7 separate regions of the Mus musculus genome follow, and all the other regions are linked to region 3. A link is a contact called in public HiChIP or PLAC-seq data. All regions are on one chromosome and are shown on one strand. Each heading gives the region's core, a stretch centred on a gene start, on an enhancer-like site or on the middle of the called end of the contact. The rest is flanking DNA. Distances are from core to core; before and after follow the strand shown.

Region 1 (3,216 bases), core at 613-3,112, 900 kb before region 3:
GGTTTTTGCTATAGTGTTTCTCTAGCATCATTTGTTGGCATCATCAAATGTTTCTCCTCCAGCACCATCCCTCCTCTTGAGATAGGGTCTCATGTAGGGGGATAATTATTTTTTTATGGTCAATCATGTTTTCCCATCTTATATTTTGAATACATACCTTCACAGGTACCCATTGAGTTTACTGACTCATAATTTAGTTCATATAGTGCTGCAAAGATTTTACACCATAGAGACATGGCTTAAAAAAAGGAATATCTTTATCTAACACTGAAACTACTATAGGACTCCAAGTCCAACTTTTTAGTGATAAAACTACTATACTGGGCAAACTTGGCAGTCCTAAACCCACATCTACTCTAACAAGTCTGAATGGTGCATGAGTAACAACAGCATGAGAAAGAGTGCCCTGACAGCACAAGTTCTAGATAAGACACAGATTTATACAGACATCATTGTTATAGATTCCCATTTACAACTTCACATTAACTCATATAAAAATAACTTGACCCTACACAAAATGTCCTTTTAGCAACATTCAAAGTAATTAACTGTTACAATTTTCAAAGTGGCAGAGGTATTGAAGCAATTAAAAAAAAAAAGGAACCAAATAAAACGCATTCATCTTTAGGTGACTGAATGTTAAGAAATCTGTGTGCATAGTTACTAAGTTTTTATGAACTGCTGTGTCCTGTTAATGCATATTGCCCTGTGACTCCAGTATATCTCACCTGTACTGACCAAACCTAAATAAACATTTTTATTACGGAAAAAAAAAAAGGAATATCTTTGAGGAATCCAGTGTGTAAGAGGCATGAGGTATTTTCTCCATTGAAAGTAGAAATCTCAAAGTTCTGAAAGCTTCTGTATATCCAATCTTCAAGGAGAGGCTTTCTGGTATTTCCTTTTCAGGACTAGGAGAGGGAAGGAAAAAAACACCCTGCTGATATAACACAGGACATGTTGAAAGAAGATATGGCTATATGTTAACAAAGTTTCTAGATCAGATAAGTGTACATTAGTTTTTGGAACAAGCCTAAAAGCTCTCTTACTCACCTACCAGATGTGTTAAGATATATGAAGAGGTGGGTGTTCCTTGAGGTTTATAAATAAATGTGGGAAGTTTGTAGTACAAGAACTGGGTTTTAATTACAGCAACAGATCATAAGGAGCCAGATGACACCTGTGCCCACAAGCAACAAGAATGCAATTTAGCTAGAATAGACAAACCCCCTCAAAACCACACACGCAGGTAATGGCAGGTTTAAGGCCATACAGGATAATGCAGTGTTGGTGCCTGAGCACCAAGAGATGCTATTTTTTACTCAGAAAAATGGTACTGTGACAATAAGGGAGAGCAAGACCAGTTGGTACGTCTTAAGGAACTTCTTTTATGTAACCTCAGGAAGCCATGCCCTTGTTCTTGAGAAAGTGCCACAATTCAGTTCACAGCTGACAGAAAATAAACGGAAGACTCTGCCATCACCATATAAGGCTATTGATAAGAAACCACCTGACTTCGCAGGTTTTGCAGCTATGTCTAAATCACCTTGACTTTCACAAAACAAGAGCATACAATGGCAGAGACTGTTAAGGTAACCTGGGACTCAGTAGTTTCTCTTCAGAAGTCTTTTATTAGAGTTCATTGAACCTAAGAGGAAGTGAGTTATGTATGAGGTGGGATAATGCTGACCTCTTGGCTATGTGTCCATGGGTCAGTCACTGCTGTGGGGTCTTCATTCCACATTTTTAGGTAGAAGGTGAGGAAGAAACTTATAGAAGGTCTGTTCAGGATGTGTGTAGTCCTGTGACACTCTCATATAGGGCCCTAAGGGGAGACTCTCTCCTCAGTCACTTTGCTATCTGTGGCAAAGTTGACTGGGTGTGTCAGCCTGAGGACCATTTATCACACTCTGAGCTTCAGGCCAGGAAGCATAAGAGGGCTCATATTCTTTTGTGGCATTCTGACACATTCACCTATTAATTATGAGAATTAAATCAGCCTCAGATAGGTAAGGATTGTGTGATCTGTAATTTTGGGGTTCTAGTATTTAGATACATGAAATTAGAAACATACAGGTGACACAGAGAGGCAAAGTCTCTGGAGAGGAAGGACAACTAACAGAAGGAGCAGGGAGAGGGAGAACAGAGAGGAATGGGAGTTAGAGGCTCCGAAGTGCTTTGTGTGTTTGTATGACAAATGCAATCTTATGTAATGAAAAAAAAAATCAGCTGCTTTCTTTATTTGCATAGAAGCCAAATTTGCTGACCCAGTCTCTCATCTATATTTTTAGTGAGTCTTGATACTTGACTCTTATGTCAAAGCAGAGAAGGGTCTTTTAAGAAGAAAGGCTGAATGCCTCTATTACTATTATTACTAATTATTAATAATAATAATTTATTTTTTTACATCCCAAATGTTATTCCCCTCCCGGTTCCCCCTTCTAGAGTTCTTTCTTCCATTTCCCCTTCACTTCTGAGAGGGTGTCCTGCCTCAGGCATCCACCTGCCCTGAGGTATCAAGTCTCTGCAGGATTAGATGCATCCTTACCCATTGAGGGCTAACAAGGCAGCCCTCCGCTACATATGTGCCAGGGCTCTCAGATAAGCCTGGGTGTGCTATTTGATTGGTGGCTCAGTCTCGGGAAGCTCAGAGACTGAGGGTTCAGGTTAGTTAACACTATTGGTCTTCCTGTGGAGTTGCTATCACCTTCAATTGCTTCTTTCCTTCCCGTAACTCTTCCATAGGGGTCTCCTTAAACCAATTCTTTTATGTGTTCTTCCGACATTATTCTTTTACAAAATTGTGCTGCCTGTTTTAGGTCCTCTGATTGTCAGTATTAATTTTGTATGACTGTGTATATACTTGCTTGAATTTGGAATTTGACTGAGACCATTGATGTATCAATCCATCAGTACAGTGGCTTCCACCAAGCTTATGTCTCTTTTAGTTGCCGCTCAATGTTAATTTTTAACTTTTAGAGTACAGGGGTTGCATATCTGACTTTACACAACTTGTCCTAAAATATTCCATGCTTTCATGCTACCATAAAATATAGGTGCAATTTAAATCTCAGGTATTGGTTACTAGTATTCATTGCACAAGTTGCTATGCCATATTGAACTCTTGGTTTGTTAACTTACCAGTCTGATACTTTTGTTCTTATAACTCTTTGTGTATATTCATTAGAATTTCTCTGGACATTTTTGACTTTTGCA
Region 2 (3,488 bases), core at 228-2,727, 990 kb before region 3:
GTGACTATTTTGCATATAGACACACATATGTGTTCACACAGTTTCCTAGGTACACAACCATAAAAACTGCAATAACCTTTTATTGTCTATACTTTCTGGTGTGAAGATTGTTGGTTGTCAAGGATGACCTTGGTGGTCAATCCTACTGGAAGAGTCAATGGGCCAAAAGTATCTTTTAACCCAACCACTGAGCTTTTAGACATTACATTTCATGTAGAACTAGTTCCTTTAGTGCAGTTACCTGATCAAGTAGATAGTAGCCATTTACCATTTCTTTAGACAGTCACATGCTCATAAAAGTTATGCAAACTGCTCCCTTCTCAGGAATTCACATCACCAAGTCTAGAATTCAAAACCAATTCACAGGCTTTCCAGAACCCACTTGTAGTCTAATGTTCTTTATGCTAAGGGACAAAAGAAATTGTCTCTGGCAGACTCAATTAATTATAAATGGACTTCACCTGGTATGTAAAATAATTGGAACAGAAAAGAAAAAAAAAACCCTCTAGTACATACCACACACACTAAATATGGTTTGGTAAAACACACTTAAATATACATTTGTTCCTATGTCCAGAATATAAACCAAACATAGATTTTGTACTATAGGTCTTAGGCAAGACATTTGAAAACTGCTACCCTGTATTCTGCAGACAGAATCAGTCCAAACTTAGGCCCAAGAGTTGTGTTGGATCCTTTCTGCCTGAATAAATTGCTTCCTGATGCATCCCCTTTTAGCAGTAAACATTCCTATCTCCTAATCCTAATCAAATTGCAGAAGAATTCCTTCCTCAAAGGGTGTTTATCAGTACCTGGATTCCTCCCACCCACTTTGTCTTTTATCTCTGCCTCTTTATGCCTATTGGTATTGGAGCAGCCAGGAAAAAAATGAACACCCAATGGGCCTGTATGGCTTTGAGCTTCATGGAATGGAAAATTGCTTTATTTGAGATGATTTCTCTTATTTTTACATCTACCAGATTTCTCTATTTAACAGTCTAGTCTAAGCTCTAAGATCTTTGGAAAGGAGATGCTAAGAAACACAACAATAGCAGCAAATAGTCAGGAGAAAACATAAGAGACTTGGCATTGTGGTAATATGTAAGTATATCGAGGTCTTCCTGTATTCCATTAATCATATGCTCAGTCTCTAAAAGGTTCAAATATTCAAATAAGATCTCTGTGAAGAGAAACTTAGTAGTTTATTAAGTATGTTTTGGGTAAAGGATATATGAGTTTAATTTGTTCACATGGTTACAGTCCCACAAAATGTTAAAAACTAATAGCTGTTGTTTGGTCCATGGACAAGATGCCTGGGCTATTAGCTGGAGAAAAGGACACCAGAGAAGAAATGAGAGATGTTCACTCCCTTTTCCTGACCAAGCCAGGCCAACATAGCATGCTGTACTGTTTATGATGTCTGTGATGTTTATGAGGTCCACATGCTCTTCATTTTCACATGCTTAGTCAGAAAGGAATCAGTTTAGAAGGCTGATCATGCTTCAGTGCATGGCCACACACACACACATGAAGACATGTACAGTACTCACTGGATACAGTGGCTCTTAAAAGAGAAATGAGTCCATGACGTTCAGAGAGGGATGTAGTATATGTGTTGGATCCAGTAGGACTTGGAGAGAAAGAGTAGAGGGTGGATATGGTAGAAACCCATATTCGTGTATGAAATTCTTGAAGAGTTTATTTACCATTTTAAAGTGATCTTAGATGTTAAGAGAATCCAGTTGAACAGGGCGCTAGATGACAAAACTATAAAGTCTTCCTGTTCAAGTCTCAGGTTCTTCTTTATCTTAAACTGTAGACGGACTGAGTCTACACAACTTAATAGTGCAGCACTTGCCTTACATGCATAAGATGCTGAGTCGAATTCCCAGTACTGTAAAATAATCACCAAAACGAAAAATCCAACTTAAAAATAGTAAGTTCTTAATCGGTCAGCTTATGTAACAAACTGATCTAAATAAAAGATGTGATCTCCCTCTCAGGTTCCATTGCAACTCTTCCCTGCTTTAAGCATGCGCCCTTTCATTCTCTCTATCTTGAATATACTTTTCTTAGTTCAGGTCCTATTAAAAGATCTTAATCGCTGGTGGCAACAGAGCAAGCCCAAGATAACTAACTGTGAGAAGAAGTCTACCACTCTTGATGTTAAACATGGAAGGGATAGGTTTAAAGACTTGAGTAAGCCTCTATAAGCTGGGAGAAAAGCTTTACTGAGAGTAAAGAAAAAGAGCCCTCAATCTGACAGTCACCAAGGTTTCAGTTCTTCCAGGAATGAGGTTGGAAGGAGAACCTAAGGTCCACATGGTGAGATGACACCTCTCTGCCTTCTGAGACACTGTGCAGAGAGTCTAGTTATGTTACCTAGGATTTCTTACCTGCAGTCCAGTGAGATTCTGAACAGGTGCTGTTTTGACTTGCTAAGATCAGGGTTTTTTGTCTTTTGTTTTTTGTTTTTTGTTTTTTGTTTTTTGTTTTTTGTTTTTGTTTTTCATGGCAAGAGACAACAGATAGCCCTACCTCATAGGTATAGCCTTTTTCCTCTGGGCACCGGATTCCAGTTGTTTTAAGGAAACATGTACAATTGCTGAACAATTAAGAAAATACTAAATTGTAGCAAAGTTTGCTAACTCCATGTGCTTGTTCTTTCTAAAGGTGACACCTTAAAACATGTGAGTTAATTAGTAAAGGAAACCCTGGACCATGTCTATATCCCTAATCACTTGCCACTCTACCAAGATACCTGGGTGTTGCCTTTAAAGATCCAGAAGTTACTCATGTGAAGATTTGTGCATTGTCTCCTAACTCACCTATCACAAACAGTTAAAACAATAATCATTTATAGAACCTAAATCTTGATAAAGTATTTGGTAATCATTATGTTACTTGCTCACAAACCTCAAAGATAACATTTTAGCTCTCTGAATTAGAAACTGGATGTTATTTCCTAAGGCTGAACAAGTAAACCTAAAACATGAACTAGATGTTTTCACCCAGATATTATTTGTTATATTGTGTTATATTATCACAGGATGATAAACATGAGAATATCTTACTGAGATGTATGTGTTTTTATATGAAGAGAGAGAAAGCAAATGGGGTCAAGGTTATAGGGCTAAATGAATTTCAATTTTGGGTCACACTGAATCCCTGTGTGACCACTGAACATTAGTGGGGTCTTGGCTCCAGTCAGTGCTCAGTACATAGTGGGAATTATGTGACTATCTGTTGAGTAAGTGATGCATTGAAGTCAAATATGCTCATCTGGATGGAATTTAGGCAGGTATAAGACTTGAACCTGCTACAGAGGTATTAACAAATACACTCAGTGGGCACCATGCACCTGAGAGTTCTGCATCTGTTGATGAGGCAGACAATAGTAGGACATGTTTGAAAAATAATAGGATGCATACACTAGCAAGATTTTGCTGAAAGGATCCAGACATAGCTGTCTCTTGTGAGACTATGCC
Region 3 (3,419 bases), core at 69-2,568:
GAATGTGAGGATTCCCTCTGGTTTCCCCCAAGTCAACGAATCGGTCACATCCCTGTCCCAATTTTGCTTCTCCTCACTGCGCTAGCCCAACATCAAGTCCTAGTGCCGCGGGGGTCAGGCTTAAATTTTACTACGATCACTATTTTTAAAGCCAAAATAGCAACTTCTTAAAAGGCTCAGGGACGGGTTGCGATCGCCGCCGGGGATTGGCGGGCGGGACGCACCTCCGTGTCGGTCCCAGGCTGTCAGAAATGCACCAAGCTGAAATTTAAATGCCCTCTCAGAGACTGGTAAGTCAGAAGCTACGGAGCCTTCTCGCTCCCAAACGCAAAAGGTAATCCCTTCTCCAAAGACCTCAGGATTCCAAGGGCTTTCTTTGGCCACCACGAAGCGACCTCCCGGTTTGACCCCTCAAAGGACACATATCAATTAATGTAGCAAAGCAAGAATGTCCAACCGGCCGGGTCAGCGTCAGCCCATAGTAACCTCGGGAACCCCGCTTCAAAATGCATCCCGGTTTTTCCCTTCCCCTTTCCTCTGTCATCTTGACAAGTCGCTCTACCCCGACTCAGATCTACCCCAGCCTACCCCAACTACTCTTGAGAAAAGTGTCAAAAGCACAGGAATGGAAGAAAGACTGTCCTAACCGGCCGCTACATTCAAGACGCAGAAAGAACACAGGGAAAGACCACCAGATCTGTGCTTACCGGGGTTTCCAACGCCCAAAGGAAATCCAGCCTTCAAACAGCTCGAGGAGCTCTTTTCAGGAGAGCTGATCGCGGGCAGAGGCAGAGAACACTGTCCCCAAATAGACAAAAATTCCCTCCCCGGAGCCTGGGGAGTCCTGTCCTGGCTCGCAGATTGTAAGTTCCAGTGAGAAGTGTCTGCCCGCTGCAATGGGCAAAGTTTCCCAGCGGCGGCGAGGGTTGCGGCCGCTGATGTTGGGTCAGTCGCAGGGTTGGGGAGAGTGGGCGGCAGGCTCGGAGGCAAAGCCCCTCTCACTCCAGAGCTGCCTTCTTAGGTCGCCCCGGAGCGCGGCTCTGCACACACGGCTCTTCCAACCGTCCGCTCACTCCCTCTGTCTCTCGCTGGAATTACTACAGCGAGTCAGAAAAAAACGCCCGAAAAGCTTCTTTTATACTGCGACTCAGGATCCCTCCCCTCCCTTCTTTTTCCCGCCAAGCGTCGGCGAAGCCCTGCCCTTCAGGAGGCAGGAGGGGAGCTGAGTGAGGCGAGTCGGACCCGGCAGCTGAGAGCAGCGCAGCCCAGGGGTCCTCGGCCGCGCAGACCCCCGGAATATAAAGGGCGGGTGGGCGGGGATTAGCCAGAGAATCTCTCTTTCTCCCTTCCCCACCTCTCTCTATTTTTTTTTCCTCCTCTCGCTTCCCCGCCCTCTGCTTTGGGAACTCGGGAGGGGGGCTAGTGGGGAGCCGGGGAAAGAGGAGGAGGAGCCTCAGCCCCGCAGCCCAGTACTCCGGCTCCGGGGTGTAAACAGTAATAGCGCAGCATGAATTAACTGCGCGCCCGACCATTTTCTCTTGCTCGCGCGCTAGTCCTTTCCCTTTCTGTACGGTTGTTCGGGCGCAGCGCTCGGCTGAACTGTGTTCTTGCCCTGCGTATATCAGTCACCGCAGGTGGAACAGCTGCCTCGCTCCACACAATACGCCATGTACCCTGGACCGCGTCACGCACGTCCCGGGCGGCCAGGCGTCTCTCTAAGGCTGGGGAAAACAGAATTTAGAAAGGGGGAAGGACGAACGAATGAGTTATCTAGGAGCCCCCGCTCAGTGTGTGGAGTGATAGAGGGTGATCAACCGCAGATGAGGTCTATGCAGGAAAAACGATGTCTGGAATTTTATTAAAATTGCTCAGCAACTCACTGCCACGTATACTTGGAGAGCCACTTAGGGATAAACAGCCACTCCATCTCGCGGGGAAGGCATTGTGTATTTTGCCTTTGGTCGTACAGTTATGTTGACTGGGCACATTCTTTCCAGAACGACCCCCCCCCCCAATTTGCTGCCAAAAGGCAGATTCCCCCCCCCCCCCACACACACACTCCAGCACCTCCGGTTCGGACTTCCACCCGGCGGGTGGTGTGGAGGCGGCTCTTTCCCCTGTAGGTCTCCCTGCGCAGTCCAGTAAAGTGGCGGCGGGTGCGCTCTACCCGGCTCCTCCGGGAGGAGTCTCTGCCGGTCTACACCCCATACACCTCCACACAGTTCCAGGGCCACAGTCGGTTTTCACAAGAGGCAAATCCTCTTTGCCCCTGTGGAGCCAGTTTGCAGCAGACTCTGGTTTAGGAGCTGGGGTGGGGAAAATCAAGGCGCTAGACGCGAGAATATGCCATGAATTGGGGGGTTGGGGAAAACCCGGACTTCCCAGAAAGGGGGAGGAGTGAATTGCCAACCCAGATCTGGGGAGCCTGCAGAGACCCTAGAATAAAGAAAACCGTTAACCCCTTCCTCCCAGGACAAACCCAAGCTTTCCCCTTTTATTACTGGAATCGTAATTATGCACTTAAAAAAAAAAGTCGGCCCTGATCAGATCAAAGTAACGTTACATTTTTGCCTTCGTATGTGTGTGTTAAGCTAATTAAAAGCTGATTTTAATTTATACATTAATTTCCCAGTTTCCTTTTTCCTGAATACTACGCTGTGCATTCTGTACAATCCCCAAACGTATACATACACACTTTATATATACACGATAATCTAGCTTATTAACCAACCAGAAACATGAGTCTTTTGCTCTGTGCATTGGTTCTAGATTTATTATATAATGCATATTCCCTCGGGATTTGCTTATCCTACACTTTAAAACCCAAAGAAGTCTTCTTATTCCGGACTCCTCGCCCCAAGGCACTTAAAGAAACCTCTCTCACTGCTACCCGGTTTAAAAAAAAAAAAAAAAAAAAAAAAGAAAGAAAAGAAAATACAGTAGCGTGTATAAGGTGCTCATTGTTCAAAGTTGTTATTAGCCACTGAGTTTGCAATTTAGGATTCAGCTGTTGAATGATAGTATCTTCCTTCATCGAGCTCATTGCACAATTCAGCTTTAAGGATTGCAAAATGACTACAGCCTCTAGGATTTTGCCTCAAACACCAAGAGCCACCAATCCCTAGTCTGCGTTTTGCTGCAGAGACTCTTTCCCCGCCCCCTCACCCCCCACCACCCGGGTTGTGGCTCTCGGATTTGTGAAAGTAAAGTAAGTGTGCCCTCTACTGGCCACAGAGACCACAGCGTTGCGAAGCCAACGAGGGCGGAGGTCGGATGGGGGCAGGGCTGCAGGGTTTCCAGGTTCTGGGAAGATGCTTCCTTGCCTAAGACAAGCTTCCGGTCATCCTTTAAATGACTCTTTTAGGCTGCAAAGGAGGCAAAGGAAGAGAAATTACTAGAGAAAAAAATGGTTCAGAGGT
Region 4 (3,301 bases), core at 142-2,641, 940 kb before region 3:
GATTTTCAGAGTGGTTGTACAAGCCTGCAATCCCACCAACAATGGAGGAGTGTTCCTCTTTCTCCACATCCTCGCCAGCATCTGCTGTCACCTGAATTTTTGATCTTAGCCATTCTGACTGGTGTGAGGTGGAATTTCAGGGTTGTTTTGATTTGCATTTCCCTGATGATTAAGGATGTTGAACATTTTTTCAGGTGCTTCTCTGCCATTCAGTATTCCTCAGGTGAGAATTCTTTGTTTAGCTCTGAGCCCCATTTTTTAATGGGGCAGAGCTAAGGTTTTAGTGATATAAAATAGTATAATGAAAGAAAAGGCAATCAAGCAAACAAATATTATATATATATATATATATATGTGTGTGTGTGTGTGTGTGTACATATTCATACATGTACATACATATATATATTGTGTGTGTGTGTATGTGTGTGTAATGTGTCAAAAGCATATAAAACATGTTCATATGTAGTTATATGTAGCTCTATTCCAGGATATTTTGTGAGAATAAGTCCCTAACTTCAAAATCTGGGGCTGCCAGACAGCAAATAAACATAAACAATTGAAAACTATCTGATGGCTTATTTTTTTCAAAGATAAAAATAATGATTTGTTCATGTTAGATAGTTCATAAATTTGTATAACCATTTTCTGTGGCAGAACAAAGATAATGCTCCTGATCGGTATCTGAATATTTTTTGTGCTATGATTGAATCCACCAGGCTCCTGGTTTCCGGTGTTATCCATCAGCACTGATTTTCACTGTTATCCAGGATATGGAACGCAATAAAGCTGTGTCATTTGTAAATCTCAGTCTTTGTAGCATGCATGCTATTGCCATTCCTACTTAGGATCCACCAGAGAGAAGGCACAAATGAATAGAACTAATTGAGAACAAGCTAGGAAATGGTGCCTTGCTATGTGCTTTGGAAAGTGTAGAGATGAGTTTTGGTCAACAGCTTGCAAACTGGCAAACCCTCACACGTAATATTAAGAACTCAAATCTAGATTGGAATTGGACTTGCTTATATTTCTAGGCATATGTGTTTGAGTAGACAATTGCTGAAATCCTACATCTCCTGTGATATTAACAGAATGTGCATTATAGGGTTGTTGTAATGATTAAATAAGAGAACACTTTTAATATTTTTGTTATTGCTTGGCTAAAAGTAGAACGTGCTAAATAAAGAGCAATCACTACTATCATTATTCTCATGCTATTACTGCCAGATCCCACATCAGATGTTAGAGGATAGTGGATCTCAATAAATGTCTATTGAGCTGAGCTAAACTAAGCTTTGCAGTCATTCCTAAGGTCAGTCATACCCTTATAAGGAAATCCAAGGAGAATCAGTCTGGTCCATGCTTGCCCAGATGCTAACATGCTCACAGTCTGCTGTTCTTTGTGCTTCTTCTCCTGTGTGCTGAGTTCATTTGTGAGACTGATTTATAGCTCCTTCAGGGACATGCTCACACTAATTTAGGACTAAAACAAAATTCTAGAACTGAACTGAAGTCAGGCGGTCTAATTAAGTGCCTCTCATTTCTTTTCTCTAGACTTCAGTGACTCATGGCTAAATACTTTCAGAGGCATAGTCTTTGCTGTTTGCCCAGAAATCAGGGTGGCAGAGCAGGAGATGTATCTAATAGACAGTGGCTCTCCTGCTTCATGCATAAGGCACCTAAATAGTCACATGACTTAGAGACCTCATGAACTTCAAAAGGCAACACCGAGTCCTGTAACTCCAAGCCAGAATGCTATGTGCACTTATTTTCCTTCTCTTCATCAAGGGCACTGAGTAAAACACATTATTTCCAGGATTAGCATTAGTCATTGAGAAAGTCAGTGTGTCCAGTGCTTTCACAGGGCTGCTATCACAAGGGCCTCTATCACAAGGGCTAGCTCAATCATTACAATCTGAGTCTACAGCTCATATCTTCTTCATGGGGTTCCTTGAAACTTCTTATTTTTCAGTTGTTCAAAGAGCGAACTGATGGTCAAGTTTTGAGGTGAGATGGGGAGAGATTAGACCAAACCTACCTTTCTTCAGTGAAGTCACTAAATAAGAGCATCCAGGATCTGCTTTGGCTTTCTTCAGTTCGTCACACTCCGTGACTCTGAGCAATTCCTTGCTTTATTCTATCACCAGCAGTTTATTTTTCTCTTCTTCTTGGCAAGGATGGGAATGATATAGATCAGTCTATCTTCCTTTCATCGTTTCTCATCCCATCTCTTTGTGTAAGTGTTTTTACCATTTTTCATATTACACACACACACACACACACACACACACACACACACAAACTCAATACATTCTCAGTACAAACAATTTATATCTACTTCCCCAACTAAGAAGACAGCTGGAGATGTAGTGGCTTCTATTTCTTCTTTTTAAATATCTTTCCTAGCTTCAACTTCCCTGTAGCTTGAACATCCTGTCAGAGAGAGAGAGAGAGAGAGAGAGAGAGAGAGAGAGAGAGAGAGAGAGAGAGATTGATTGTGTCAAAGGTTCATTTTGGAAACCAAGCATATCCTGCTTCTCAGAGTCAGATCTGTTATTGAGTTGAGTGTGTGATGCCTACTGTAGGTCACATTCATGGTAACCATAGTGAGAAGGTCATGGTATGTTCAAAAACACAAAACTCTCAGGTCAGATCATGACTATACATTTATGAACCATTGATCTTGGGGCAAATCATCACCTTTTGGAGCCTCCTGCATGCTCTCATCTTTGAAGTGTGGCTCATAATAATTACTCTGCAGGCTGCTTGTGCAGATGGAATGTGTTACTGTGTGGAAAAGTCCCTGCAGATTGCATAAGTGGTCTATAAATAGCCAGTGTATGTTGGAGTCAAACAGTAGGAAAAGCAGCTCACATCAGTAACACCAAAGGATCAAGGAGAAGAAGGGGAAGTGAATAGTCTCTGTGTAGAGAATTTTCTGTCCTATTCCTAAGGTGCTATAAGCTATAGATTTTTTACCTTGGATGTCCAGCTCAAACCATCTCTACTGGTTGCTTTGTAGAAAATTTGTGAGAAGAGAGAACTTACTAAAAGGACTACAGAAAAGGAAAGGAGGAGACTTGAAGGAAGGTGGTACAACTTTCATCATACTATAAAATATTTCACCCATAGTAACCTGAGCCAAAAGTTGTCTCAGTTATAATTCTGAGGCAGTGTATGGAATGGAGAGGGTCAGTATTACAGTTATGAGTTGCATGGTACTACAGAGAGAGAGAGAGAGGGAGAGAGAGAGAGAGAGAGAGAGAGAGAGAGAGAGAGAGAGAGAGAGAATGAATGAATAAAT
Region 5 (3,254 bases), core at 78-2,577, 860 kb before region 3:
TGCTTTTTTTAAAAAATTATATATTTTCTTTATTTACATTTCAAATGTTATCCCCTTTCCTAGTTTCCCCTCAGAAAAATCCCCTATCCCCTTCCTGCTCCCCCTACTCCCCAGTCCACCCACTCCCATTCCTGGTCCTGACATTCCCATATACTGGGGCCTAGAGCCTTCACAGAACCAAGGACCTCTCCTCCCATTGATAACCGACTAGGCCATCCTCTGCTACATATGCAGCTGGAGCCATGAGTCCCACCATGTGTTTTCTTTGATTGGTGGTATAGTTCCAAGGAGCTCTGAAGGTACTGGTTAGTTCATATTGATCTTCCTCCTATGGGGCTTCAGTCCCCTTCAGCACCCTGGGTATTTCTCTGGCTCCTTCATTGGAGACCTTGTGCACCGTCCAATGGATGACTGTGAACATCCACTTCTGTATTTGCCAGGCACTGGCAGAGCCTTGCAGGAGACAGCTATATCAGGCTCCTATCAGCAGGCTCTTGCTGGCATCTGCCTAGCAGCCACTGCTTTGTAACAAATATAACTGACTTCAAAGAGTCTATTGACTAATGCTGTGTTTTAGAACTGTTTGTACATATAGGAAGGGAAAATAAAAGTCACATTACTTGTGGCATAGTCCAGCCTCTTGTGTGTCATTGGCCAAAAGCTACTTGTTCAGGTATGATGGCTGTTTTTCTTTTTCCTTTTTTTCTTTTTTAGTTTTTATTGAGTCTTTGTGAGTTTTGCAACATCCATCCCAAACTACTCATCTCTCTGTCCCTCTAAAGCCACCCTCCTCCTTTGCAACCTCTCTAAATAATAATAATAATAATAATAATAATAATAATAATAATAATAATAATAAACAAAAACCACATTGCTATAGAATCTGTGGTGTGTCAAACCCTTTTGCCCAAATAGCTTTACTTGCAAATGTTCATTACAGTGAGTCATTGTTCTGATTCAAAGCCTCTGGTTTCAGAAACTCTATCATTACTGGATCTTCATGTGAATTCCTCTCAAATATCCTGTTGTTTTACTGTGCCATGGAGATCCTGTAGCTTTGGTTCTGTAGTACTGGCCCCTTCATGAGCTCTAGCACTTCAAAGATGAGTAAATGCTAGGGTTAGGCCAACTGAAGTGCTGAACTTAGACCTGGTTGGTGGCACCATGCCAGCTCTCCTACTTTGCTCAAGTGAAGGACAGGGCCAGCTCTCCTGCTTGTGGCAACTGGCAAGGGGTAAGATTGGCTCTCCAGTGCTCATGGCATCTAGGTCAGATTTCCCACACTCACACCACCAAGGCCAGCTCTCCAGCTCTATCCCAGCTAGAGGTCAAGCCAGCTCTCCCACTTTCATGCCCTCAAAGCTGGCTCTCCTTTACCCAAGTCACTAGTTCCAACTCTACTACACTCTCCAGGCAAGGTGCCAAGAGACATATTTCTTAATTGTTTCTATCAGGATCCTTGAGGCTAGGGCTTAGGGACAAAAGCCACCTTTTTTAAGTCAGAGCACTACCTAGAGTCACTTATGCATTAACTACGGTTTGATCTCATACCTTGTTGGGTCCTTGCCAGTCAGAAAGCAAGATCAGTAGCCTCCGTTGTTGCTAAGGTATGAAGAAAGGTAAAAAAAAGCAATAGTGCATGACTTAGGGCAGTGTATAATTAAAATTCACTATGCTACAGGAAATGTCCTTTCTGTCACCAAAGCCCATAACATTTCTTAGACACAGTAACTCAAATTCTTATGTTGATCTTACTTCCTTTCATTGTCACAGAGTATAGATAATTGACCTGATTTTTGTTTTTGTTTAGTTGTTGCTATTGTGTGTTAACCCTGTCTCTTTGCTTACACTTTTCTCAATGACATGCCTTTAAGTCAGGAATTGCTAGTAGGCATCTTGACCAACACTGGAGTAGACTACAAATGACCCTGGAATGCTATGTAAGAAATATTTTAGAGTTAGGTGTAATGAAATCCTCTAGTTATTGATTTAGGTTTTCATCCTTTCTCATAGGACAGTATCAATGGCACACGCACACGCACACCCACACCCACACCCACACAAATACCCACACGCACACACACACAAAATAGGACGTTTCTTTAGATTTCCTATCAAATCCTCATAATATTTATCTCTGATAGTTTGCAGTTAGCCAGTTAGAGGTGAAAACTCTTCACAAGTTTAAATATTAGGAAGTGAAAACATTACCATGATTTAAAAAGTTATGATTCTTGATCCATAGTCTTTACAGTTTTTCCAGTAGTGAATAGAAGTGCCAGAGGTTTTTACGGTGTTCTATTGGGAGAGAACATACTATTGACAGCCATTTTGTACAATAATGTCATTATTCACTTTTTAATGAAATCTTCAGTAAAAACGTTAAAGCATTTTTCCCAAGGAAATTCCCATGTCAACCATAAAAATACAGTCAAATTAAGCAGTAATAGTCTTTTAGCTCAACTATTTAATTTGTAATATGAAGAGATCTATTTAAAGTTATACTTCAGGGTCAAAGATTTGAGGTATGTCCTCATAGTCCTTGGTTAAAACAGTTTGGAAAATAATGACATAGACTATGGTATATAGTTTTAAAATTAGTGGCAGTCAATGTAGATAGATTCTCAATGAATTTTGAAGCTAGAGCAAATATAATTTATTATTTGATCAAAAGTATATTAAAATAGAAACATTCAAGCTTTGGCCTAGGCAATTAAATAACTGAATAAAACTTAAGAAACTAGAGGAGATATGATGCCAAGTAGAAATACTTAATGATTAGTTTTGCTTCTATAAAATACTATATTCTAGTAGCAAAGTGTGATTGTGTGCGTGTTTTTGTCGGGATGTAAGGAATAAGGTTCAGATAAGTACTAAAGGTAATCTTGAAGGAATTTAAGCTTACTGTCCTTGAATAAGTTTCTTACCTGTATGTAGTATAAAAATATTATTTTTTGCACCAGGCTTTGACAGAAAGATTCTCACACAGAAAATGAATGACTTAATGACTCCCAAAATGCTTACAGAGACCTGAAATAAGATCTTGAAAGTCTGAAATGACAGTGGTAGCGAAAGGTTTAAAAGAGAACTGTTTAAGGTGCTCAATGCCCAGAGACACTATTGCTATTTCAACAATACTATCTCTTCATTGTTGACTCATTACTTTCCATAAAAATATAAATTCTAATATTGAAATTTCACCTCTTTAGAATTTCAAGTCATATCTTTTAGGTAAAGCAAGACTTTATGGAAGA
Region 6 (3,370 bases), core at 98-2,597, 860 kb after region 3:
AGTGACCAAGACAGTTTCCCAGAGTCTTTACAATTCTGTGATCATACCAACATGATGTGCTATTCAGCATAGTAGTTTATGTTACTTTCTTTTGGCTGATCAATTCAATTATATGTTTCAAGGCCCCCAGAATTATCCCAAGCAACAATCTAAGCCAATATTAACAAATATTTCCCATTAAAATGCAGATGGTAAGTATTTGAAGATGTTTCAGTTGTATGGTCTATGTTGCAACTCTGCCATTTTTGCACACATACAACATAAGAAAATACATAAATGAATTGCTGGACTTTTTTTCCCATAAAACTTTATTTATAAAACAGATCATGGGCCAGAGTTAGGGCTTGCAATTTCTGACAACAGATCTGCCTTTCCAGAAAGTCGATGAACTTTTGAGGTGCCTTTCTTTGGAGAAGTTTGGTTTCTGAACAGTAAGGCACAAGGGAACCTGACACGGAAATTCAATCCTTCCTTCTTAAGCCTCTGCAGCTGGAAGTTGTCCAGCTTGGCTGAGAATTGGTGCTAGCCAGTAGACTTGACATAAAATAAATTACTTCTATAGGCAAAACTGACTCCCTCAGGGGTACTGGCTCCCCAGGAGAATCCATTTGCCCTTGGAGGAAAGCTCAATGATTTCTACTGCTTCTACCTGAGTGTATCTAAAGTTCTTAGTGATCTAAAAGGAAGAAAAATCAGTGACTTGGACTAAAATACTTGAAAAACAGTAGACCCACTGCAGGAAGACATGAGGCCTGGTTCTCGCCGTGCTGTCAACTCCCTGCCTCAGATGGTTTTAAATGACTGAGGGTGAGTTTTTCCACCCAGGAACCAAGGAAATCTGGGATTTCCCTGAGTGTTGTTTGTGTTTCCGTCTGTATCAGAACCATCAAACTTGCTCTTCCAAATTTGACTCTCTAGATCTTCACCAGAACAAGGCAAATGCCTGATGCTAATTTCAGTTGGACTGAGGTCCATGTGTTGAGGGCCATGGCTAGGTATCTTAAAAATGGGAAATGCTTTAAGACCCCTGAATGAGAGAGATTATCCAGAGCACAACTCGCAGTGGGACCCTGTGGCTATGATGACTTTTGCTCATAGCTCCTTGCTCTAGAGGAAATGTAGCAAATGATGACACAGAATTCATTAGAGCTCTGCAGAACTTCAGAAAGGGTAAACAGCCTCACCTATACCTCAACTTGGAGAAATGATGTATTGGCTTAGGCCCATGTTATTTAACAATCTGTAAAGGGAAAATATCATAACTCCACACCCTTTTCCTCAGGCTAAACTATGAATTTGGAATTCTTCCCACATGCCTTTCCAGGGAGGTGGCTACAGCTGATGGGAAACCTCCTGCCTGCAGCAACAGGCCTGCAAGCTGAATCATTGTATCATGAAACCTGCACAGTGCACAGTTCCTCTAGGCTCAGCTGAGTAGCTGAGAGAAATCTCTCTCTCTCTCTCTCTCTCTCTCTCTCTCTCTCTCTCTCTCTCTGTGTGTGTGTGTGTGTGTGTGTATGAGTAGACTATATGTGTGTCCAGTATCTTAGTTGTGTACCTATGTTGTGAGTGCTATGTTTGCATATTGTATATATCTGTGGAAGTATGTCTTGTGGTTGTGATTCATCGATGTGTGTATTGAATGGTGTTTGTTCATATGTATATAGTGTGTATGATATATGTGGTGCTTTTGTCTATAGTATGTGTATGTGGGTGTTCAGAAGATACACAATGCATAGTATATATGGAAAATGTGGTCTGGTGAACATCATGTGTTGTGGGAGGTATGTGTGTATATGAGACGTGTATGTAAGTGGTAAGAGGCTATGGCATGTGTGTGTATGTGCATCTGTTTGGAGAGGTGAGTGTGAAGGGAATTATTAGGCAAGAAAGTTAGAATCTATAACTCTAACAGTTCCTACTAGATGTCAGCCTCAGACTAAGTGCTGAAAGTGGAGAGTTGGTTCTACTGAAAGCCTTCTGAGATCAGGGGCAAAACTATTCACTTTCTCTCCACCACTTCCATACCAGCTTCTCCAAAATAGACATCGTGATTATTCCAAATTTATAGCCACTGAAGACTAAGGCTATGGTGGCTACCTATGGAGCCATGTAACAAAAATGTCAAAAAAATTGAACTCAGTCAGCCCACTTCCATTCATTCAGTTAAAGCATTATAACCACAGCTAATAACTTTTGTTTGGAGGTTTCCATGCATCATGAGGCCTACACAGATGGTCATGTATGTTGTATTAAGTCTGAATGACCAAGTAAAGTAAGGGAATAGTAGAAGCTTGAACCTTGAACACATTTGCTCCAAGATGCATGCTCTAAGCGTTCTGTGACTTTGTTTCTAAGTGAAAGACAAACATGAGACAAGTGACAACAGACATGATAGGTATATGAGGTTTAGCAGAAGGGAATTCTGGTAGCATTCTCAGGGAGGTGGGGAACAAGCCCTGGAGATCCCCATTATGTCGGCACATCTGAGAATGTGACTCTGGGAGAAATAACAGGGTCAGTATCCCGGTTTCCAGACAAAGTGAAAGTCTGGGGATTTTAGCCCATACCTGTGTGATTTGTCCTAGTTTGGGTAGGGAGCAGTGGTCTCTTCCTTTTACCTCTTTTTTGATTATAAACTCCTTTGATTGGATGTGAAAGGCCACCAGTCATGTCAACAGTCTCTTGAAGTGTCTTTCTTCCCAAAGCTAAAGAATGGTTGATGTTAGACAAGTCATACAGAGAACAGTACGAAATCAAAGGAGGCCTGTGTGTGCAAACCCACTGTTTTCTAGAGAGCAAGGCACTGGGGGCATTAGCTACAGACTTTGTCATTCATATGGTGCTGGGTTAGGCAATCCTGTTTTAAGTCTTCCCAAAATAACTGGAGAACATTAAATTAACCTGTGATGATCACTGGGTGTTAGATCTGGGCAGCTTCACTTCCCGCTCAGGTTTCTGAACATTAAGGACTGGAACCAGGAACCTATGGTTTGCTGAGCTGTGTTTGTTATGAAAAATAAAATAGAGAGAACAAAAATATATATAAATGACAGTAACCAAGATTAAGAAATATGTACAGAATACACAGAGGAAGGCAGCCAACAGACCTTTTTCTGTGTATGTGTGTATATGCCTGTATGTCTATGTCTTCAACCACATCCAACTAGTGAATTCCCAGGGCTTGGAGCCTGTCACCTGCCCAGGCAGGTCACTCCTAAAGCTTAGATCTGTAGGAAGGTTCAGTCTATGTTCATCATTTGTCCTAGTTATGATTTCTGAAGTCATTCAGAGTCAATTCTGAGCAACTTTTCATGACTTCAAAACCTTCTTGGAAGAAAGACTTGAAAAGCAAACACGTATGCAAGTA
Region 7 (3,368 bases), core at 834-3,333, 880 kb before region 3:
TGGATGCTCACAGTCAGCTATTGGATGGATCACAGGGCCCCCAATGGAGGAGCTAGAGAAAATATCAAGGAGCTAAAGAGATCTGCAACCCTGTAGGTGCAACAACATTATGAACTAACCAGTACCCCGGAGCTCTTAACTCTAGCTGCATATGTATCAAAAGATGACCTAGTTGGCCATCACTGGAAAGAGAGGCCCATTGGACGTGCAAATTTTATATGCCCCAGTACAGGGGAATGCCAGGGCCGAAAAGTGGGAATGGGTGGGTAGGGGAGTGGGGGGGAGGGTATGGGGGACTTTTGGGATAGCATTGGAAATGTAATTGAGGAAAATACGTAATAAAAAAAATATTTAAATTAAAAAAAAAAGAAAAAGAAAACAAACAAACAAACAAAAAAACCAGTGTAAATTGATGATCCTACCCTGCTAGAGTTCAGAAGTGCATTATTCTTATTGGACCAAATTAGGGATGACTAGAACTTGGTCTCTGTCTCATTGCTTACATTATATAGGTTTTTGTTCTAGTCTCATTTGGTTCCTGTGGCAAACACTGTGACCAAAAGCAAATTATTTCTTTCATTTGACTTACACTTCCACATCATATTTCACCAGTGGAAAAAAAAAGTCAACTCAGAAACTCAAGCAAGAATTTGAATCCGAAATTATGGAGTAATGTTTCTTGCTAACTTACTCAAAGACTCATGCTTAACTAGCTTTCTTATACAGATCAAGACTATCTTACCAAGGAATGATGATGTCTGCAGTAGACTGTGCCTTTGTAGAGTAATTAATAGTCAAGACAATCCCCCACAGATATGCCAAAGGCCAATCTGACCTGGCCAACACTTAACTGAGACTCCCTTTTTAGGTAACACCAGGCTGTGTGAATTTCATAATTAAATTTAGATCACCTTCCTTTTCAATACATTTACTTTCCCTTTGCTGGTTTTTGATTTTATAACTGAAAAATTATGAACTTCACTTGTCAATTTCTGACCTTCTTGCTAGGAATTATAGACTTCTTGAGAAACTCCATATATGTTTGTAGATTGATGTAACTTTCCTACTTTTCCCTCTCTTAGTCACAGAGTTTACATGTGCAACATGTCATATTTGGATACCTGATAACTTTAAAAATACATTAATTTAAAAAATATCTGTAGAGGACTAGGGAGATGGCTCAGTGGTTATGGGCACAAGCTGATCTTTCAGAAATCCAAGGTTCAATTTCTGGTACCCGCCTATTAGCTCACAACTGTAACTTCAGTTCTAGGGTATCTCCAATGCCCTCTTCTGGTTACAACTTTCTTTATTGCAACTCTACTGAGATTTGAGTTTTTTTTTTATGAGCTTATGTGTATGAGTGTTGACTTGCATGTATATTTATGCACCAGGTGTGTACCTGATGCCTTCATTAGCTACTTACTCTTCTTCTTGTGTTGCTTACATTTCGAGCTCATAAAGACACTTTATTTTCTGGTTTATTGCATATATTGCTTTTTGGTCTTATCATAGTAATTCGCTCTTCTATACAATAATTCCTCTATAAAATAATTCTGAGTTCAGAATAGGTAGTATAGCTATTAATGTCTGCTGTGACTCTCATGAGAAGTTCATATAATTGTGACTTTCTGTTATTAATTTATAGCTTAATTTTTTCAATTCCAGTGACTACCCTGTGTAATTAAAATCTGCCTTTTTTTTTGAGACTAGGTCTATGGCCTGTGATATAGTTGATTTTTAGTAAAGGCATATTTGCTGTTTAAAAACATCTTTGTTGCTCAGTGCACTGGGGTCTGTATTTTACAATGAACTTAAATGATCTACTTTTTGCTTCTTCTGTCTGTGATTGCTTCCCTTCTTGAAGAATATCTTTACTTTCACTTTTGCACACTTTTGATACCCCAATATCAGCCACCCCTCCTTCCAGTACCCCTCACACAGTTCCTCCCTTATCCACCCTCCCTTTCTCCTTTGAGAATGGGGAACCACCATATATATCACCCCATCCGTACTCATCAGGTCACTGCAGGACTAGATGTATCCTCTCCCCCTGAGGACAGACCTATTGGACCAGTTAGGGGAACAGATCCACAGGCAAGCAACAGATTCAGACACAGCCACTGATTCATTTGTTGAAGGACCTTCATAAAGACCAAGCTGCACATCTACTACATATGTGCAAGGGGGCTTAGGTCAAGCCCATGGTTGCTCTTTGGTTGGTAGTCCAGTCTCTGGAAGCCCCTAATAGTCCATGTTAGTTGCCTGTGTTGGCCTTCCTGTGTAGTCCATATCCTCTTCATGTTCCTCAATCCTCCCAATTCTTCTTCAAGACTCTCTGATCTCTATCTAATGTTTGGCTATGGGTCTCTGCATTTGTTTCAGTCCCCTGCTGCATAGAGCCTTTCAGAGAACAGTCATGTTAGGTTCCTGTTTGCAAGCATAAGAGACTATCATTCATACATAGTGTCAGGAACTGGTTCTTGCCCATGGGATGGGTATTAATTTGGCCCAGTCATTGGTTGGCCATTTCCTCAGTCTATTCTCCATCTTTGTCCCTTGCATAGCTTATAGGCAGGACTTATATTGAGATGAAGGTTTTGTGGGAGTGTTTTTTGTTGTCTTTACCCCTCCATTGGGAGTCCTGCCTGGCTAGAGGAGATGGTTACTTCAGGCTCCAAATCCCCCATTGCTAGGGGTCTTAGCTACAGTCACCCTCATAGATGTGCTTACCACTTTTCCTTCCTGATCTCATGTCTCTGTCTTAGAGATGACTGCCCCCTGCACCCACCTCTGAGTTTTGTTCTTTCTCCATTGTTCTCCCTGAACCCCCACGCTACTCTCCTTCTCATCTCCTCCCCCAACCCTGTTCCCTTCTTCCATCCACCTCTAATATCTATTTTATTTCCTCTTTTGAGAAAGATTCAAGCTCCCTTTCTTGGCTCTTCCTTGTTATTTGGTTTCTTTGGTTTTTTGGATTAGAGTATGTTTATCCTGTACTTTCAGGCTGGTATCCACTTATAAGTGAATACATATAAGTGAAGATATATATGTATGTCTTTTTGTGTCTGGATTACATTACTCAAGATGATATTTTCTAGTTCCAACTATTTCCCTGCAAAATTCATGATATCCTTGATTTTAATAGCTGAGTAGTCTTCATTGTGTAAATGAACTATGTTTTCTTTATCATTCTTCAGTTGAGGGACATCTGAGTTGTTTCTATTTTTTGGTATTAGGAATAATGAGGCTATGAACACCATTTGTTGAAGATGCTCTCCCCTTTCTATTGTATAGTTTTGGTATGCTCTCCCTTTCCTATTGTATAGGATTGGTTTCTTTGTCAAAAATCAAGTGTCCGTAGGTAT

Evidence for each region. HiChIP or PLAC-seq counts read pairs in DNA pulled down with a chosen protein or histone mark.
Region 1: a contact with region 3 is called in an H3K4me3 HiChIP or PLAC-seq map of the SCID.adh cell line, with 16 read pairs. The contact joins the enhancer-like site here to the promoter of Myc in region 3. A contact is called at or near these places in 2 of 39 promoter capture datasets (HPC-7-derived erythroid cells and embryonic stem cells), 7 of 484 Hi-C or Micro-C datasets (the HPC-7 cell line, the P5424 cell line, adipose-derived mesenchymal stem cells and 4 more), 23 of 115 datasets of contacts at active chromatin or transcription factors (the NIH/3T3 cell line, the SCID.adh cell line, SST interneurons and 19 more) and 1 of 9 other capture datasets (macrophages).
Region 2: an H3K4me3 HiChIP or PLAC-seq map of the SCID.adh cell line shows a contact between it and region 3, with 9 read pairs. The contact joins the enhancer-like site here to the promoter of Myc in region 3. A contact is called at or near these places in 8 of 39 promoter capture datasets (cranial neural crest, embryonic stem cells, frontonasal cranial neural crest and 3 more), 2 of 15 datasets of contacts at CTCF or cohesin (the NIH/3T3 cell line and large pre-B cells), 8 of 484 Hi-C or Micro-C datasets (the N1E-115 cell line, cranial neural crest, embryonic fibroblasts and 1 more), 24 of 115 datasets of contacts at active chromatin or transcription factors (the 230-238 cell line, the NIH/3T3 cell line, the SCID.adh cell line and 18 more) and 4 of 9 other capture datasets (adipose tissue, embryonic stem cells, liver and 1 more).
Region 4: a contact with region 3 is called in an H3K4me3 HiChIP or PLAC-seq map of the SCID.adh cell line, with 16 read pairs. The contact joins the enhancer-like site here to the promoter of Myc in region 3. A contact is called at or near these places in 11 of 39 promoter capture datasets (the 3T3-L1 cell line, the HPC-7 cell line, cranial neural crest and 6 more), 1 of 15 datasets of contacts at CTCF or cohesin (large pre-B cells), 8 of 484 Hi-C or Micro-C datasets (the CH12 cell line, bone marrow-derived macrophages, cardiomyocytes and 4 more), 21 of 115 datasets of contacts at active chromatin or transcription factors (the NIH/3T3 cell line, the SCID.adh cell line, acute myeloid leukemia and 18 more) and 1 of 9 other capture datasets (macrophages).
Region 5: an H3K4me3 HiChIP or PLAC-seq map of the SCID.adh cell line shows a contact between it and region 3, with 21 read pairs. The contact joins the enhancer-like site here to the promoter of Myc in region 3. A contact is called at or near these places in 3 of 39 promoter capture datasets (the 3T3-L1 cell line, hippocampal neurons and pre-B cells), 15 of 115 datasets of contacts at active chromatin or transcription factors (the 230-238 cell line, CD8 T cells, the NIH/3T3 cell line and 11 more) and 2 of 9 other capture datasets (embryonic stem cells and pancreatic islet).
Region 6: a CTCF HiChIP or PLAC-seq map of the NIH/3T3 cell line shows a contact between it and region 3, with 8 read pairs. The contact joins the enhancer-like site here to the promoter of Myc in region 3. A contact is called at or near these places in 6 of 39 promoter capture datasets (the HPC-7 cell line, HPC-7-derived erythroid cells, cranial neural crest and 4 more), 3 of 15 datasets of contacts at CTCF or cohesin (the NIH/3T3 cell line and large pre-B cells), 2 of 484 Hi-C or Micro-C datasets (embryonic fibroblasts and myocytes) and 12 of 115 datasets of contacts at active chromatin or transcription factors (T-cell acute lymphoblastic leukemia, embryonic basal ganglia, embryonic forebrain and 9 more).
Region 7: an H3K4me3 HiChIP or PLAC-seq map of the SCID.adh cell line shows a contact between it and region 3, with 16 read pairs. The contact joins the enhancer-like site here to the promoter of Myc in region 3. A contact is called at or near these places in 3 of 39 promoter capture datasets (HPC-7-derived erythroid cells, embryonic stem cells and hematopoietic stem and progenitor cells), 2 of 15 datasets of contacts at CTCF or cohesin (the NIH/3T3 cell line and pro-B cells), 4 of 484 Hi-C or Micro-C datasets (the HPC-7 cell line, adipose-derived mesenchymal stem cells, bone marrow-derived macrophages and 1 more), 21 of 115 datasets of contacts at active chromatin or transcription factors (the NIH/3T3 cell line, the SCID.adh cell line, SST interneurons and 17 more) and 3 of 9 other capture datasets (embryonic stem cells, liver and macrophages).

Annotation. Positions count from the first base shown.
Region 1 is chr15:62,883,742-62,886,957 of GRCm38.p6, reverse strand. No RefSeq gene overlaps it. Among named protein-coding and RNA genes, the nearest start is that of Gm30113, 69 kb to the left of the region's middle. Within about 2 kb of position 1,862, at least 14 of the 459 cell types and tissues checked have an H3K27ac peak or open chromatin away from gene starts, as enhancers often do. A contact at or near this core is called in the P5424 cell line, the SCID.adh cell line, T-cell acute lymphoblastic leukemia and 1 more, where this site is marked.
Region 2 is chr15:62,976,505-62,979,992 of GRCm38.p6, reverse strand. No RefSeq gene overlaps it. Among named protein-coding and RNA genes, the nearest start is that of Gm30113, 24 kb to the right of the region's middle. Within about 2 kb of position 1,477, at least 3 of the 459 cell types and tissues checked have an H3K27ac peak or open chromatin away from gene starts, as enhancers often do. A contact at or near this core is called in the SCID.adh cell line, where this site is marked.
Region 3 is chr15:61,983,240-61,986,658 of GRCm38.p6, reverse strand. Myc (myelocytomatosis oncogene) reads right to left here and starts at 1,318. Exons shown (of 3, transcript NM_001177352.1): 1 at 708-1,318.
Region 4 is chr15:62,918,966-62,922,266 of GRCm38.p6, reverse strand. No RefSeq gene overlaps it. Among named protein-coding and RNA genes, the nearest start is that of Gm30113, 34 kb to the left of the region's middle. Within about 2 kb of position 1,391, at least 29 of the 459 cell types and tissues checked have an H3K27ac peak or open chromatin away from gene starts, as enhancers often do. A contact at or near this core is called in the NIH/3T3 cell line, the SCID.adh cell line and uterus, where this site is marked.
Region 5 is chr15:62,847,559-62,850,812 of GRCm38.p6, reverse strand. No RefSeq gene overlaps it. Among named protein-coding and RNA genes, the nearest start is that of Gm22521, 56 kb to the right of the region's middle. Within about 2 kb of position 1,327, at least 4 of the 459 cell types and tissues checked have an H3K27ac peak or open chromatin away from gene starts, as enhancers often do. A contact at or near this core is called in the SCID.adh cell line, where this site is marked.
Region 6 is chr15:61,125,303-61,128,672 of GRCm38.p6, reverse strand. No RefSeq gene overlaps it. Among named protein-coding and RNA genes, the nearest start is that of Gm38563, 30 kb to the left of the region's middle. Within about 2 kb of position 1,347, at least 30 of the 459 cell types and tissues checked have an H3K27ac peak or open chromatin away from gene starts, as enhancers often do. A contact at or near this core is called in the NIH/3T3 cell line, embryonic fibroblasts, myocytes and 1 more, where this site is marked.
Region 7 is chr15:62,866,801-62,870,168 of GRCm38.p6, reverse strand. No RefSeq gene overlaps it. Among named protein-coding and RNA genes, the nearest start is that of Gm22521, 75 kb to the right of the region's middle. Within about 2 kb of position 2,083, at least 1 of the 459 cell types and tissues checked has an H3K27ac peak or open chromatin away from gene starts, as enhancers often do. A contact at or near this core is called in the SCID.adh cell line, where this site is marked.